2 separate regions of the Bos taurus genome follow, and region 1 is linked to region 2. Evidence: chromatin contacts called from public Hi-C data. All regions are on one chromosome and are shown on one strand. The core of a region is the stretch at or near the end of the contact, and the rest is flanking DNA. Distances in the headings are between cores, read along the strand shown.

The links. Hi-C and Micro-C count contacts between places; a contact is called where the count stands out from the background.
Region 1: a Hi-C map of an unstated tissue shows a contact between it and region 2, with 4 times the contacts expected there. The contact joins the enhancer-like site here to the promoter of HNRNPLL in region 2. A contact is called at or near these places in 2 of 11 Hi-C or Micro-C datasets (8-cell embryo and an unstated tissue).

Annotation. Positions count from the first base shown.
Region 1 is chr11:21,061,578-21,068,674 of ARS-UCD2.0, reverse strand. All of the region lies in intron 4 of GALM (galactose mutarotase), which reads right to left. Among named protein-coding and RNA genes, the nearest start is that of SRSF7, 26 kb to the left of the region's middle. Within about 2 kb of position 2,869, at least 20 of the 102 cell types and tissues checked have an H3K27ac peak or open chromatin away from gene starts, as enhancers often do.
Region 2 is chr11:20,942,302-20,949,321 of ARS-UCD2.0, reverse strand. HNRNPLL (heterogeneous nuclear ribonucleoprotein L like) reads left to right here and starts at 1,306. Exons shown (of 13, transcript NM_001076900.1): 1 at 1,306-1,744. The coding sequence starts at 1,559. LOC132346554 (a long non-coding RNA gene) reads right to left here and starts at 2,658. Exons shown (of 3, transcript XR_009496389.1): 1 at 1,918-2,658.

The DNA of each region.
Region 1 (7,097 bases), core at 1,620-4,119, 120 kb before region 2:
ATTTTTCTGATATCCCTAGTTCTGGGGTTTGGCTTCCTTAAAAAAAATTTTTTTTTTATTTCCTTTCTTTTTTTTCGCCACACCACTTGGCACATGGGATCTTAGTTACCTGACCAGGGATCTAACCCGCAGCTCTTGAATTTGAAGTGTGGAGAAGTCCCTTGACTTCTCTTTTGATCCAAGAATTATTAAGAGTTAAAACATTTCTAAGCCAATATTGGCTGCATTGTATTTTGTGAAACTGCTAGAGGTTTTCTTCATGATCTTAGATACAGTCATTTTGGGGTGAACTTTCATTGTGAACTGCATCCTTTATCATTTCCAAGTGTCTTCCTTCATGTAATCGAATGCTTTCTGTCCTGAAATCAGTCTTTTCTGATATTCAGATTGAGACCCTCTGCTACTTGGGCTTTCACTTGCTTGGTTTGCTTTCGAGTGCTCATATTTTGAACCTTTCAAACCAAGTTAATCACTTGGTTTGTACATGGCATTCTGTTGGGTTTTTTTGTGTGATTTAATCTGAGACTGTTTAATAGGGGCTATTAAGACAGCACGGACTTCCTGGATGGCACTGGTGGTAGAGAAGCTGTCTGACAATGCAGGAGACATAAGAGACATAAGCGACTTGGATTGGACGTAAGATCCCCTGGAGGAAGGCATGGCAACTTACTCCAATATTCTTGCCTGGAGAATTCCATGGACTGAGGAGCCTGGTAGGGCTACAGTCCATAGGGTCACAAAGACCTGGACACGACTAAAGCAACTTAGCACGCATGCATTAAGAAGACATATGTATATTATAAGTGTTCTTTGTTTGTCACTGTATTTTATGGTGCGTGTTTATGAATTCTAGTTGCTTTTTAAAAAAAAAAATCTTTTACAATATGGTCTGTGTTTGTGTGTTCCTAATAATTTAGAAACTTTGTATTTTTGTTTTAGTGGTTACATCTGTATACAAGAAACTTCAATATAATATATTCAATTCTCCGTTTCTTAGAATCTTCTGAACTCCTTCCTCCCCTTTTCTCCTCTGCTTCCTGAGTTGGGTTTCTGACACTTTCTAATGTAATTCTAATAATGGCACTTCTTTTCCCAGTAGATGGTGCTAGAGACACAATATAAAGAGCTTACTGTACAGACATCCACACGGAGTTCAGTCAAGTCCTCTAAACCCTGAGCAGTTCTGAGGGCTGAACTTGTCGGATCTCTAACATCAAATCCTGGGTGGTAGTGACCCCACCGGGCTGTAACGACTGTCCTCTGAAGTCTGGGTGACCAACCATCTCCCGCACAAACTTTAAAAAAGACAACAGTTAGACTGGAAAAAAGCAGCTGTTTTCATGGGTTCAACAAGATTTTAATCTTACCAACACATATTCCAAGTGATCATTTATGTTTTGCTTTCTTTCCTAACTTTAAATGGTGCTCACAATATTTAGTGCTTTCTTAAAGCCGTATTTGACTCAAAATCTAACCCTTTTAAGATAGTCCTAATACGATTGCCTGGGTCAGTCAAGATTATTTACTTTTCTTGAGTTTAAAGAAAAAAGAAAGTCATGGAATTTTCATGAAGGAAGCACCCCAGGGCACCTTTCATGTCTATTAACCTGATGTTGTGCAATCTACAAATCAGTGTTTACTTTAGTTTTTCTCTCTGTAAAACAAAGCTGCTATTATTTGTTGCCCTCCACATTACATGGAAATATTTGATAAATGATATGCCTGAACATTTTCAGGAAGATGGCATAAATAAATGGGCCAAATTTCAGGAAATACATATATATATAACACAAGCAGAGCTTAGAGAGGGTAAGAATTCAAGAACAGCAGAGAAGTCCTGACTCAAAAATCAGACAATGGGGATAATCCTAAAATGAGATTTTTGCTAAATAAGAAGAAAAAGAGAAGGTTCTAATCGAATCTTTCCCAGCCTTATGCCCTGACACACTCCCTCATGTGCTTGGTGGTCAGGCATATGAAAACTTTTGTATTTGTCTCCCAGACTCACTATGTCTTTGGACTCTTTCTTATAACTGGAATGAGCTTTCTGGCCCCCCACACCATTCTGGCAAAGTCCACTAGGGTATTTAAGAATGCTTATTCTCCAATGCTATTTCCTCTGTGAGGGAATATATCATCCACAGCTAGAACTAACCCCCTTTTTGACTTTGTTCATCCTACTTTGAACATACTTTCCCCCAAACATTCATCACATTAAGGCATAACTCTAGGATTATATCAAGCTATATATCTATAGGGAATGTGAGCCCCTAAAGAGCAGGGACTGTATGTGTCCTACTGATTTTTGTATCTTCTGAGCATTAAGCAGAGTCTTTACTTGATTGAAAACCTGATGAATGAATCAAGTAAACAGATAAAAAAACGGGCAACTGTGAATGTTGTAGCATCCTGTGACAAAGTCAGAATGAAAGATTTAGAAAGAACCTTAGGAATTACCTCATCTAGTCCCCTCGCTTTGCAGATGAGGTTGGGACCCAGACAGCTAAAGGGACCTGCCCAAGGTGACGCGTCTCCATCGTGTCAGAGTCTCCAGGCCGCTACTCAGGCACTTTTCACCTCCCCTTGGATGGACTTGGCTGCAGCCCCTCCCACCCTTAATCCCCAAATACTCTTGCTTTTTCTAAGAATTTGGAAAATGAATGTGCAGTTGTTTTAATTTCTGTTTATCCGCATACGTGAGTTCCTGCTCTGGTGCTAAGAGTAGAAGGAGATATGAAAATAGCTCTCTCAGCAACGCTGAGTGTACATAAAATGAAGCGGAAATGAAAAGGGTGCCTTCAGAGAGGATGTCACATCACCAGACTTCGGTTTTGAAGCCACCAGAAAGCTATGGTGTCAGCAGAGAGAAGCTGTTTTCTTTTTCTTTGGGCCACACTCCAAAGGCATGTCGGATCTTAGGGCCCCAACCAGGGACTGCACCTGCGTGCCCTGCATTTGAAGCATGAGATCTTAACCACTGGACCACCAGCAAAGTCCCCAAGAAGCTGCTTTCTGATAAGGATTTCTTACCATCCTGAATAAGGCTGGATGTGTGCTAAGGTCTGAGCAGCAATGCCTGGCAGATGCCGGGCTCTGACCCAAAGATATGGCCTTATAGCTCTGGGACAGGGGAGTGGCCTGAGGCAGTACTTCTGTTTCCCCATTTCAGGGAAAGTCTGATTGCAAGCCCAACTAAGGACCCACTTGAGGTTGCTGTCATGAATTCTGAGTGAGACAGTAGCTTTTTGGTGGCAACGGTAGAGAGCATGGAGGGATAGGACTAGTCAGGGTTGGGCTTTGTTAGGAGAACACAAGAACACAAAGAGAGGGGAAGGGCATTGAGAGCATATGAAAAGGGGTGATCCGAATAATGGACTTTTGATCTTAGTAGGGAAGGAGGTGAGGAACAGTGACAGGGTGGTGGGATCAGTGCTACAGGTTCTTGTAGCACTGAAGAATTATTGAAGCTGAAACAGACATCTTACATTATGATAATAGAAGGCAGCGATAAGAGGTAGTAACAAAGTCGGGGGTATGACCCACAGACCACAGGAGTGAGTAGCTGCAAAGCTTGGAGGACAAGATCATTGCAAGAAGATGTCAAGAAGCTGAAAGGTCATGGTATCATCAATACGGATAATAAAATAATTAAGAATTATGACAAGAGTGTTGTTGGAGTGACAGTGAGCCAGGAATAAGGTCGAGTCTATGGAGTAGCTCAACAAAGAGAGCTCATGGGGGTGTCACTGTAGCAGCTACAGCTGCCTTATTCTTGCAAGAAGATAATGTGGACCTGAGCAGTGGAAACAGGACTCTCTAACATTCCAGATCTCTGTCACAAGGCCTTAAATCTTCCTCTATCTGCATTCCTGATAGAGTTATAATTGCCGGCTCTCTGGAAGTAAAGGAAAAAGTCACCCTTCATGAAACTCATCTGCCTTGATTCATATCTCTTCTCTCAAATGAGGGATTCTTAGAGGAACTTGGCCTTTTCCCCATGACTGCCTGTGGCATACTGCATTTTTCAAAGATGGCCACTCCAGGATAGATCCATCCCACAGGCTCTACTTACAATGTGATGCTGACACTCCTTCACCGAGAGGTGGAGTCTTGTTTCCTCCCTTAAGCCTGGACGGACCTTTGTAACTGCCTTAACCAATAGAACGTGGCACAAGTGGTGCTATGTGATTTCTAAGGCCAGGTTCTAAATACAGAGTGGCTTTGGCTTGGTCCTGTCTGCCTCAGAACATCTGCTCTTGAGCCTGGCTGCCAAGTTTTAAGAAACTCAAGTTGCATCGAAAAGCCATGTCAAAAGGGGTATTTTGGCTGACAGCCTCCAACCAACAGTCAGCATCAACTGCCAGACAGGCAAGTGAATGAGCCTTCTGATGATTCCCATCCTGGCTCTCTCATCTTCCAACAGAGGTCCTAGACATCAATATGCAGAGACAAGATATGCCCTGTCTAAATTCCTGACCGCAGTGAGAGATCATAAAGTGTTATAGAGCAATAGATAACTAGTGTACCGCCTTGGGATGTTTTCACCTCTTGGCACTTGACAAGTCCTGACAGGAAGTGAATTTATCCCTCCTTGCTATTTTTACATAGTCAGAAGTCCCTTTAGATGATTCTGCCTTAAGAACACTAACCCTTGCAATTACTTTTGCATAGGGAAGAAACAAATATAAATTTGTTAGCTCACTCTTTTTTGAGTATCTTTTATGTACCAGGCATTAATCTGACCTCAGGGGGTCTTCCCTGGTGGTCCAGTGGTTAAGAATCTACCTCATAATGTGTGGGTTCGATCCCTGGTTAGGGAACTAAGATCCCAGATGCTGCGGAGCAACTAAGTCTGCACGCTGAAACCACTGAACCCACATGCCACAGCCAGAGTCTGAGAGCCACAGAAGATCTCGCGTGACCCAATGAACATCTCGAGTGCTTCAACTAAGACCCAAGGCAGCCAAATTAATGAATTAATTAAACTAAAACAAAACCACAACTGACCTCATGGGACTTAGAATCTGGTGAAAGAGATGGACGATAAAATAAAAACTCACAGGAGAGTATGACAGATGCAGTGAGTATGGTGTTCAGAGGACCCTGATGGAGCAGGAAGCGGCAGCAGCTAGTGCAGCCAGCGAGGTCAGGAGAGGTTTTCCAAAGACGTGTCCCAAGGCTGATCCTGAAAGGTAAGTTGGAACTGGCTAACTTGACAAAGGCATAGGACTACCATCACCTGTGAAGGACAAGAGTGGTCACGCGAGTGTCACTCTGGCAACTACCGCTCCTCAATCTTGCAAGAAGATGATGTATATCTGATTACTGGAAACAAGATTCTCTAACATTGCAGATCTCTGTCACAAGGCATTAAATCTGTCACAGGAATGGACTCTTGTTGTCCATATTTGGGGTGAAGGCAAGACAGTTATGTTATACATATCCTATGGGCTCCTGGCTCTGACAATTTTTGGGGCAAAAGTCTTAAGAAACAGAGCAGAAGGTAAATTAGTCCTCATGAGCTCCTGGCTGAATGCTGACTACTGAAATGATGTTCTGCGTAACATCTGGACGCTCTTCTCAGTACCTGACTGAGAAAATTCACCTGGGGTGAATTTTAATTCCATGCTTTTAACTTCCCATTATCTGAAATAACTCTTTTTGCTTCCTGGTGGCCCTAGTGCCTGACTCTGAGAAGATAAACAGATGGTCACTGCAGGAGTCACTGGGTCTTCATGTTTATTCATTTTTTAGCTCTCTCCTTTTTGGCAGGTCCCCTTTCTAGCTTATCTCACACAACCCAGTGACATAAGTGCACAATGAAAACCAGAATCCCTCCAGACAGTCCTCAGCACAAGGAACTCCTGTTTATAATAACAATTAAAAACCATTTTGAGAAAACAGAAAAGAAAATCTGGCATAGACATTCTAGAAAAATTTGCGGGGGGAGGGTAGGTGGGAAGAAATTTTCTCTAATAATTTTTTCTCCTTTGAAAAATAAAGAGTAAAAAAAAATTATGTTATTCAAAAATTATTTTCTATGATTTGTCCTATACACTGACTTATGAATCTATGTAAGATGTCTTAGGATTTAGACAGACTTACCAACTGACCTTCATAAATTTCTTTGCCTCTGTAAAATTCAATTTTCCCACTTAGAAAATTGGAGCTAATAGTGTTATCTACCAAATACAGATACTGTGATTTTTTTGTTCTTCTTTTTGTTTGTTTTTGTCTGAACCATGCAGATTGCAGGATCTCAGTTTCCCAGTCAGGGATCAAACCCACGCCCTCAGCAGAGCTGGCAGGGAAGTCCCTGGCACTGTGGCGTTTAACTGAGGGAATGCTATGAAGGGGTTTGTGCCTCTTGGCCAGCACCTGGCATATAGTCAGTGCTCTCTCTGTCTGTCACACATACACACTCCAGAAATACAGAGAACAGAACAATTATTCATTATGGTCTTTAAGTTATTAATACTACAGGAAAAGTACACTACTTCCTCCAAAGAGCACTGACATTTTCATTAAAAAAGATTTCTCTTTTTTGAAACTTTCTCTCTTAGTGATTTTTTAGTCTGAAACAATGGTTTTTTAAGTGTCTCTGAATCATGGGCTCCTTTGAGAATATTCTAAAAGTTATGGGCTCTCTCTGCAAGAAAATGCACACACACACACACACACACACACACACACACAATGTTCCTAAAACTTCCAAAGTCCAGTGATACATGCCTGGTTAAGAATCTCTGATCTATATAGCCTGGTGAGTATTTTCTGCCTATCCCACTACTTGTCACAAAACAAGCTGCCCTCTGACGCTAAAATGCACCTTTGGAATGTTGCAGTCCCATAACCTGAGGTGTTTAGTCAAGAAACGCAGCCTGAGTGTCTCCTGGCAGATTCCTGTAGCAGCGTCGTAAAGGCCTTGCGCAATACACCAGGCCTCCTTCCAGACTGCTTTGACTCCTCCATATTCTTGCAGCGTGGACAGCTAGTATGTGAAAGGACACAGAAGCTAGCCTTAATCTGAGCGAGTCAACAGCACAGAGAAACTGCAGGAAAATAATGTATCTGAGAAAGTGCAAATTGCCCCCATG
Region 2 (7,020 bases), core at 57-2,556:
TAGGTATGCTGCTACTGCTGCTGCTGCTAAGTCGCTTCAGTCGTATCCGACTCTGTGCGACCCCATAGACAGCAGCCTACCAGGCTCCTCTGTCCATGGGATTCTCCAGGCAAGAACACTGGAGTGGGTTGCCATTTCCTACTCCAGTGCATGAAAGTGAAAAGTCAAAGTGAAGTCGCTCAGTCGTGTCCGACTCCTAGCGACCCCATGGACTGCAGCCCACCAGGCTCCTCCGTCCATGGGGTTTTCCAGGCAAGAGTACTGGAGTGGGGTGCCATTGCCTTCTCCAGGTAGGTAGGTATAAAGGGCCCTATTATAAGATGAGAAAAAGCTTGCGGAGGCCTGTTGCCACAGAGGAAATGAGCTCTGTGTGGTCCAAAAGGCAAGCACTTTTGATAGGCTTTCTTATCTTCCAAAAAGAATGATCATGTGAAATATGAAACAAATAGATCGCCCAGAAAGGAAAGGATTGGGATGAAACTTTATATGGAAGTTTGAATTAAGTCCTCAGTATCTTCAGGAAAGAAGGGTCTAGAAGACCCAGGAGTGCTAACTGATCAAACGGACAGTACCCCCAGTGGAGCGTCTTCCTCAGACTTGCACCTCAGGAAATGTTGACTGTTCTGGAATATCTACTTAGGGGAGGGGAGAGAGTCCACCCACTTGTATCAGATTTGAACATAACATGGGGAGAAGGCTACTTTCACGATTCTAAGCTCTTTTCTCTCTTCACCCCCTGTAGTTTCAGGGCTGTGTGAGGTGTATCGGCAGGAATGTTCTCTTTTGAAGAGAATAAAAGCATTTAAATTAGCGGGAGGGTGGTTAACACCCGCAGCTCTGGCCCCACAGCACGCCACCTCGTCCGCTGGGGTTCACTCCGCACCTCCCCTAGGGTTGGCGCAATAGCGCTAACGGCCGCGGGGTAGCAACGGTTCCCGCGCAGCGCGCGGCGGGCGTTACGCGGCCAGGACTTGCAGGCCAGCCGCAAGTTCAAGAAGGGGCTGGGAGGGGGTGGGGGGACGAGGCCGGTCCGGGGGCAGCTTTTGACGAACAGTCCTTACAGCCAATTGGAAGCCTGGTCGACTTTTCCCTCTGCCAATAGGGAGCGAGGCCCGGACTGGGGAGGGGGGCGCTTCCCGAGGGCTGCGGCTGGATTCGATCCCGGGCGGCTGCCTTGAAGGCGGGGGCGGAGGCTCGGCCTGGGCGGCGAGGAGCGGATTAGGGGAGGAGGGAAGACCGGAAGCCACGGTCGCGTCCCCATCCTTAGATTCGCTCCTCCGGGCTGGGAGCGGAGACGCAGGAGGAGGGAGAGGCTGGATGTCGGCCCCGTGATAAAGAGGAGCGGCTGCTCCGGAGCCTCTTCCCGGGGCGCCTCCTCATCCCGCCAGTCCTCCACAGCCACCCGGCTCCTGGGCGCGGGGCCCCCGCGGACGCTTCGTCCGCCCAGATCTTTGCTGGAGAGGCGCTTGCCGGTGACGGGGACTGGCCGGCGGCGTCCGAGGCCCGCGCCCCGCCGCCACCCCCACCGGCCTGCCGGCCGGTCCCTCTGGCCGCCGCCATGTCCTCCTCCTCATCCTCCCCCAGGGAGACGTACGAGGAGGACCGGGATTACGAGAGCCAGGCCAAGCGCCTCAAGACCGAGGAAGGGGAGATCGATTACTCGGCCGAGGAAGGCGAGAACCGCCGGGAAGCGACGCCCCGGGGCGGGGGCGATGGCGGCGGCGGCCGGAGCTTCTCACAGCCGGTAACAAAGCGTGGCGCCCCGTCAGCTGAGTCTGGCGGCTCCCTGGGAAGCAGGGCTCCGCGGCTGGGACTCGGCCTCGGGGCCTCTCGCCCTCCTCGTTTTCCCTTTTTGCGGCGCTGACCAGGTCGGGAAGCGCCGACTCTTCTCTTTCGGGCTTTTATTCTTCGTCCTACCTGTTTCCAGCATCCCGAACGCGAGTCCGCCCCGGCCTGGCCGCAGGCCCCGCTGCGAGTCCACTGCCGGCCCTGAACTTAGGGAGGGTCGCGCGCAGGGGGGTGGCGCGAGGCGTTGCTTCCGCTCCGGGGGGCTCTGGTGCGTGATTAGCCCTTTGTTAGTTTAACTCCTCAGGCGGTTGACGGGCGTTGGACAACCGGTTCCCTTCAGCCCCTAGCCCCCAGCCTGCAGCATCCGCGCGCTGGTCTAGATCGCAGGATGGTGGCGTCGGTTCCGCCCAGGGATCTCTAAGCCTAGATGCTGAGGAGAGCCTCGGCTCACTGACAGATTACGCTGAGGAGCTCACAACCCAGTTCCCCTCAAGGTTTAATTATATTTTTTTTATTCCTGCTAGGTCTGGTGCGCATGCTTTGCTCCCCAGTTTCATGGTTATTGCTCAGTACAGTTTTCGGCTCTTCGATTAAAAATAAAATGTGTTGGCAGGTGTTCGCATACCGCTACTTTAAAGTAAAGGAATCTTAAATCTCAGTTTTTCCTGGGCAGTTTGTTCCCAATTTGTTCCATAAAACTGAACTCAGAACTGCATCAGACACACGTTCCGAGATTCTTGTTTTTCGCATCAAAAAGCTTAGATAGAGGCAGAAGGAATGTGAAAATTGTTTCATCCGGAGCAAGTGGTAACTCAACTTCAGTTGAATGGAAACTTTAAGGACGCGAAGCAAAGCAAAAGTTTTTTTTTTGCCATTTTTGGTGCACTTAAGCTGTCTTTATGACTTAGGTGTTCCTTAAACATGTAACACATTCTAACTGATTAAAAAAAAAACTATACCTGAAATTTTCGGAATTGTGCACATATGTTCTAATATCAGATTAAAATGTTTTTCACCTTTTATAAGAGGCAAATTAGAAGTCAGAAGTCTTTCAGCTCTTGTTTGCATTTTAACGTAAAAAATTCTGGTCAGTAGAATTTAGAGTTTACAAAGAGGATTATGTTGCAAGACATTTAAAAAAGGAACTTTTTCTTCCTCTAAATAGTTTTCTTATGGCTAGATACAGCTTTCAACTTCTGTACCTAGCTATTTGGAATATTCAGAGTGTAACTTGGAAGTGTGAATAAAAGAAGTGCATTTCTTCTTAGGAAGTTTTAGTTCAAAATCAACTCCATCGTGGAAACTGAAAACAGGAATGTTGGAATATTATAGCTGATATTTAGATGCATTGAATCAGCATATTTCTTTTGCCAAAAGTCTTGGTTGAGTTTTTGTGCGGTGGCGTGAAATGTCTTCCATTGAGTGTCTTGGAAAGATACTTTAACCAGTTTACGAAAAATTGTTTTTGAAAACAGATTAAATATTAAGCCAATACTATTATTTTAGCTGTTGGGAAGAAAATAAAGTATAATTAATACATTCAAAGTGAATTGTATTTAGTAGTGGAAGTAGCTCTGGGCAGGGCTTGGGGAGTCAAAGCTAGTATACAATGTGTGACCTTGGTAAAGTCAGTTAACTACTTTTCTGAGTTCTCTTTGTAAAATGTGAAAGTTGAACTTCGTGCTTTCCTACACTGAATTACAACCTGAAATTGTAATTCAGTGATCTAATGCAGCTTTTAAATTACCCAGGCAGGAAAAATTCAGATTTTAACTGCTTTTTTTTGTCTTAGGAGAGTGTGAATTGCTTTTATTTAATAGTAGAGCCAATATTGCACTGTTGAATCTAATGTCGGATTATTTTTCCTGTTTTTAAACATTTTTCTTCATGTAATGTTGGATACTATCTTGAAATCATTGCGGTTGTGGAAACCTGTACATAATAAAATTTTACTAGGACAGGAATGCCCTAAATAGAAATTTATTGTCTAGTGCATCATCATTCAGAAATACGGTAATTCATCTAACTGAGAAGGGTTTGACTCCACCTCAGCCTAGCCCCAGAAGACTTCGTGATCAAACTGTTTAGGTAAATGTATGTTAGGTACAATGATGGGTAACCTCTTCAACACTAGCTGGAAGATTGTAAAAGTGTGCAGTAAGACTTAAGAGATTTACATTATTTGGCTTTTCATGGGTTTTCTTGATTCTTTTATAATAACTAGGTTTAAAGAGGATGTATTTAAGAAAAAGTTTATACAAATGCTCCTGATTTAAAGATGAATTAGTCATCGTAAATGATGTTTTTAAGGTGTAAAGAGAAATAAGTTTGTAGTTTGGGTATGAGAAATTAAGACACTTCAAATTTGTGTCTTGTTGCTTTGAAGAGCGAAAACTCCCAGAGTGTTTTGCATTCTTTGGGCTACATTTTGAATAAAGCTTATGGAGGTTCATGCTGTGTATTATACAATTACTTTATTCTTGTGGAGTAAATTGTGTTCTTAAATTTAGCAGGTATGGCCTTCAAGATCATATTAACAGTAAATATCTTTATCTGCTTCAGTTCACTTCAGTTGCTCAGTCGTGTCCAACTCTTTGCGACCCCATGAACTGCAGCACGCCAGGCCTCCCTGTCCATCACCAATTCCCGGAGTTTACTCAGGCTCATGTCCATTGAGCCGGTGATGCCATCCAACCATCTAATCCTCTGTTGTCCCCTTCTCTTCCAGCCCTCAGTCTTTCCCAGCATCAGGGTCTTTTCAAATGAGTCAGTTCTTTGCATCTGGTGGCCAAAGTATTGGAGTTCCAGCTTTAGCATCAGTCCTTCCAATGAATGTTCAGGACTGATTTTCTTTAGGATGGACTGGTTGGATCCCTTTGCAGTCCAAGGAACTCTCAAGAGTCTTCTCCAATACCACAGTTCAAAAGCATCAATTCTTCAGTGCTCAGCTTTCTTTATAGTCCAACTCTCACATCCATACATGACCACTGGAAAAACCATAGCTTTGACTAGACAGACTTTTGTTGGCAAAGTAATGTCTCTGCTTTTTAATATGCTGTCTAGGGTGGTCATGACTTTTCTTCCAAGAAGAAGAGTTAATTTCATGGCTGTAGTCACCATCTCTAGTGATTTTGGAGCCCCCAAAAAACTTTGCAGAAAGCAGCTTGATTTCAGAATGTTAGCTCTTCACTTGGCAAAACCAGTTGAAGAATTGAATTGGGAGGTTACTTAGAAAAAATTCTGTGTTTATAAAGATTGATATCAATAAAAATTTATGGAGTACTAATTCACTTTAGAGACTTCTAAGTTTTTCTTTTACTCTATTTTGCTAGTGACTAAAAAGACAAATCAAAAATTGTTAAAGTGATTAGTGATGAGGTGAAAGTTAAAAGTTTCTCAACTTTTAATAAATAGACCTGTAAGATGGCAAAATGCCAAGATCAAAATAAGAATCCAGGATTTCCAAACAGAATATTCTGTCTGCCATACATAAAGAATCTCATTTGAATTTAAGACACACTATTACCTTAAGCTTTAATGATCTGAATTACAGTGATGATAGGACTACTGTGATGGCTTATTGGGATGAATATAGAATGGGAGATGGGTTGAAGTCACTTCGTTAGCTCCCAAAGGAAGAGTTTAGACTGTGACAGTGAGCATAGTAATTACACTCTGGAGAATAAAAAAGTTCAAGGATGTGTACCTCAGAGGAAAGTGCCAGAGCCTTGAGGCTTCTGTAACAGTAATGTCCTGTGTCTTATTTAGCTAAGCTGCTGCAGTAGAGTGAGAATTTTAGGTTTAGTTTTGGGAAGTAAATGAAAAGTAGTAGGTTCTGGGACTTCCCTGGCGGTCCAGTGGCTTGTGCTTCCACTGTAGGGAGCTGGGGTTCAGTCCTTGGTCAGGGAACTAAAATCCTGTGTGTCAGGCAGCAGAGCCAAAAAAAAAAGGTAGGTTTTACTGCCCTTTGGTTTTAACAAGTGACTTTTTTTTCGTGTTAGTACATAAAAGTGAAAAGTGTTGTTAAGAGAGCCGTAAGCCCAACCAAAGCAGGTGTCTTGGCTCTGCTACCAGCATGCTTTGTGACTTAATCTCTTTGGAACTCAACTTGCTACCTGTCACATGAGATGGTTGGATTAGATGATCACTGTGATCTCTTAGCTCATTAAAAAAATAATACTTGAGCCCTATCATGTGCTAGGTGCTGTTCTTGGTGATGGGGATATAATAGTTAAAAAAATTCCATACTTAAAAATGTGTGATTCTGCATGATTCAGCACTTTATTTTCCCTCTGTGAAATTGAATACAACTTTCAAAGCTTGCAGTTGCAGCTACATCACCAACTCAGGTGAGCTTAAAACAAAAAGGGGTATAGGGAGTTTATCGGTCCATATAACTATGAATGCCAAGTTGTGCCATAGTTTTAGGCATTTCGTGATCTAGGGATTTAGATGAAGTCATAGGGACTAGATTCTGTCTCTTTCCATGTTTCACCTTTGTGACTCTGCGATCCCATAGACTGTAGCCTACCAGGCTCCTCTGTCCGTGGCATTTTCCAGGCAAGAGTACTGGAGTGGGTTGCCATTTCCTTCTCTAGGGGATCTTCCTGACCTGGGAATCAAACCAGGTCTCCCACATTGCGGGCAGACACTTTACCCTCTGAGCCACCAGGGAAGCCCCTATTTCCTCTATGTAATGATAAAGTTAGGCCTACATTGTTTTTGCTAGCAAATAAAGAGAACACAGTCTGTCCCTCAATGTCTGTAACTATCCCCTCGGATAAGCCATTTTTAAAAAATATCTACCTACTCCTGACGAGTCACTGGACTACTTCTAAAGTTGGGAAGTTACAACTGTGTGAGTGAGAATACCAGTGGAATAATGTGGGACTGGGGTGTTTTTGTTTGCTTGTTTTTGTGTTTAACCAAAAGGAGGAGGAGAGAGTTTTGGGTAGACAAAACCATAGGATTTCTACCACATGAGCAAAAAGATAGATTATTTTTTAAAAAGTTGTTTGAATCATATGACTCTTCATTTTTAATCTTAGTTATATGATCAAATGTACCTTAAAACTTTGAATAGGAAAATTAAAAGACTTCCTGTATTTGGGATCTGCTCTATTGTAAGGAAAGAAAAGACCAAGCTATGTGATTGTTTGACTTGAAGACCATGTACTAGTTAACTCTAAGCATAACGTAAGTTAAAAAAAAATACTTGCATCTGTCCCTTGA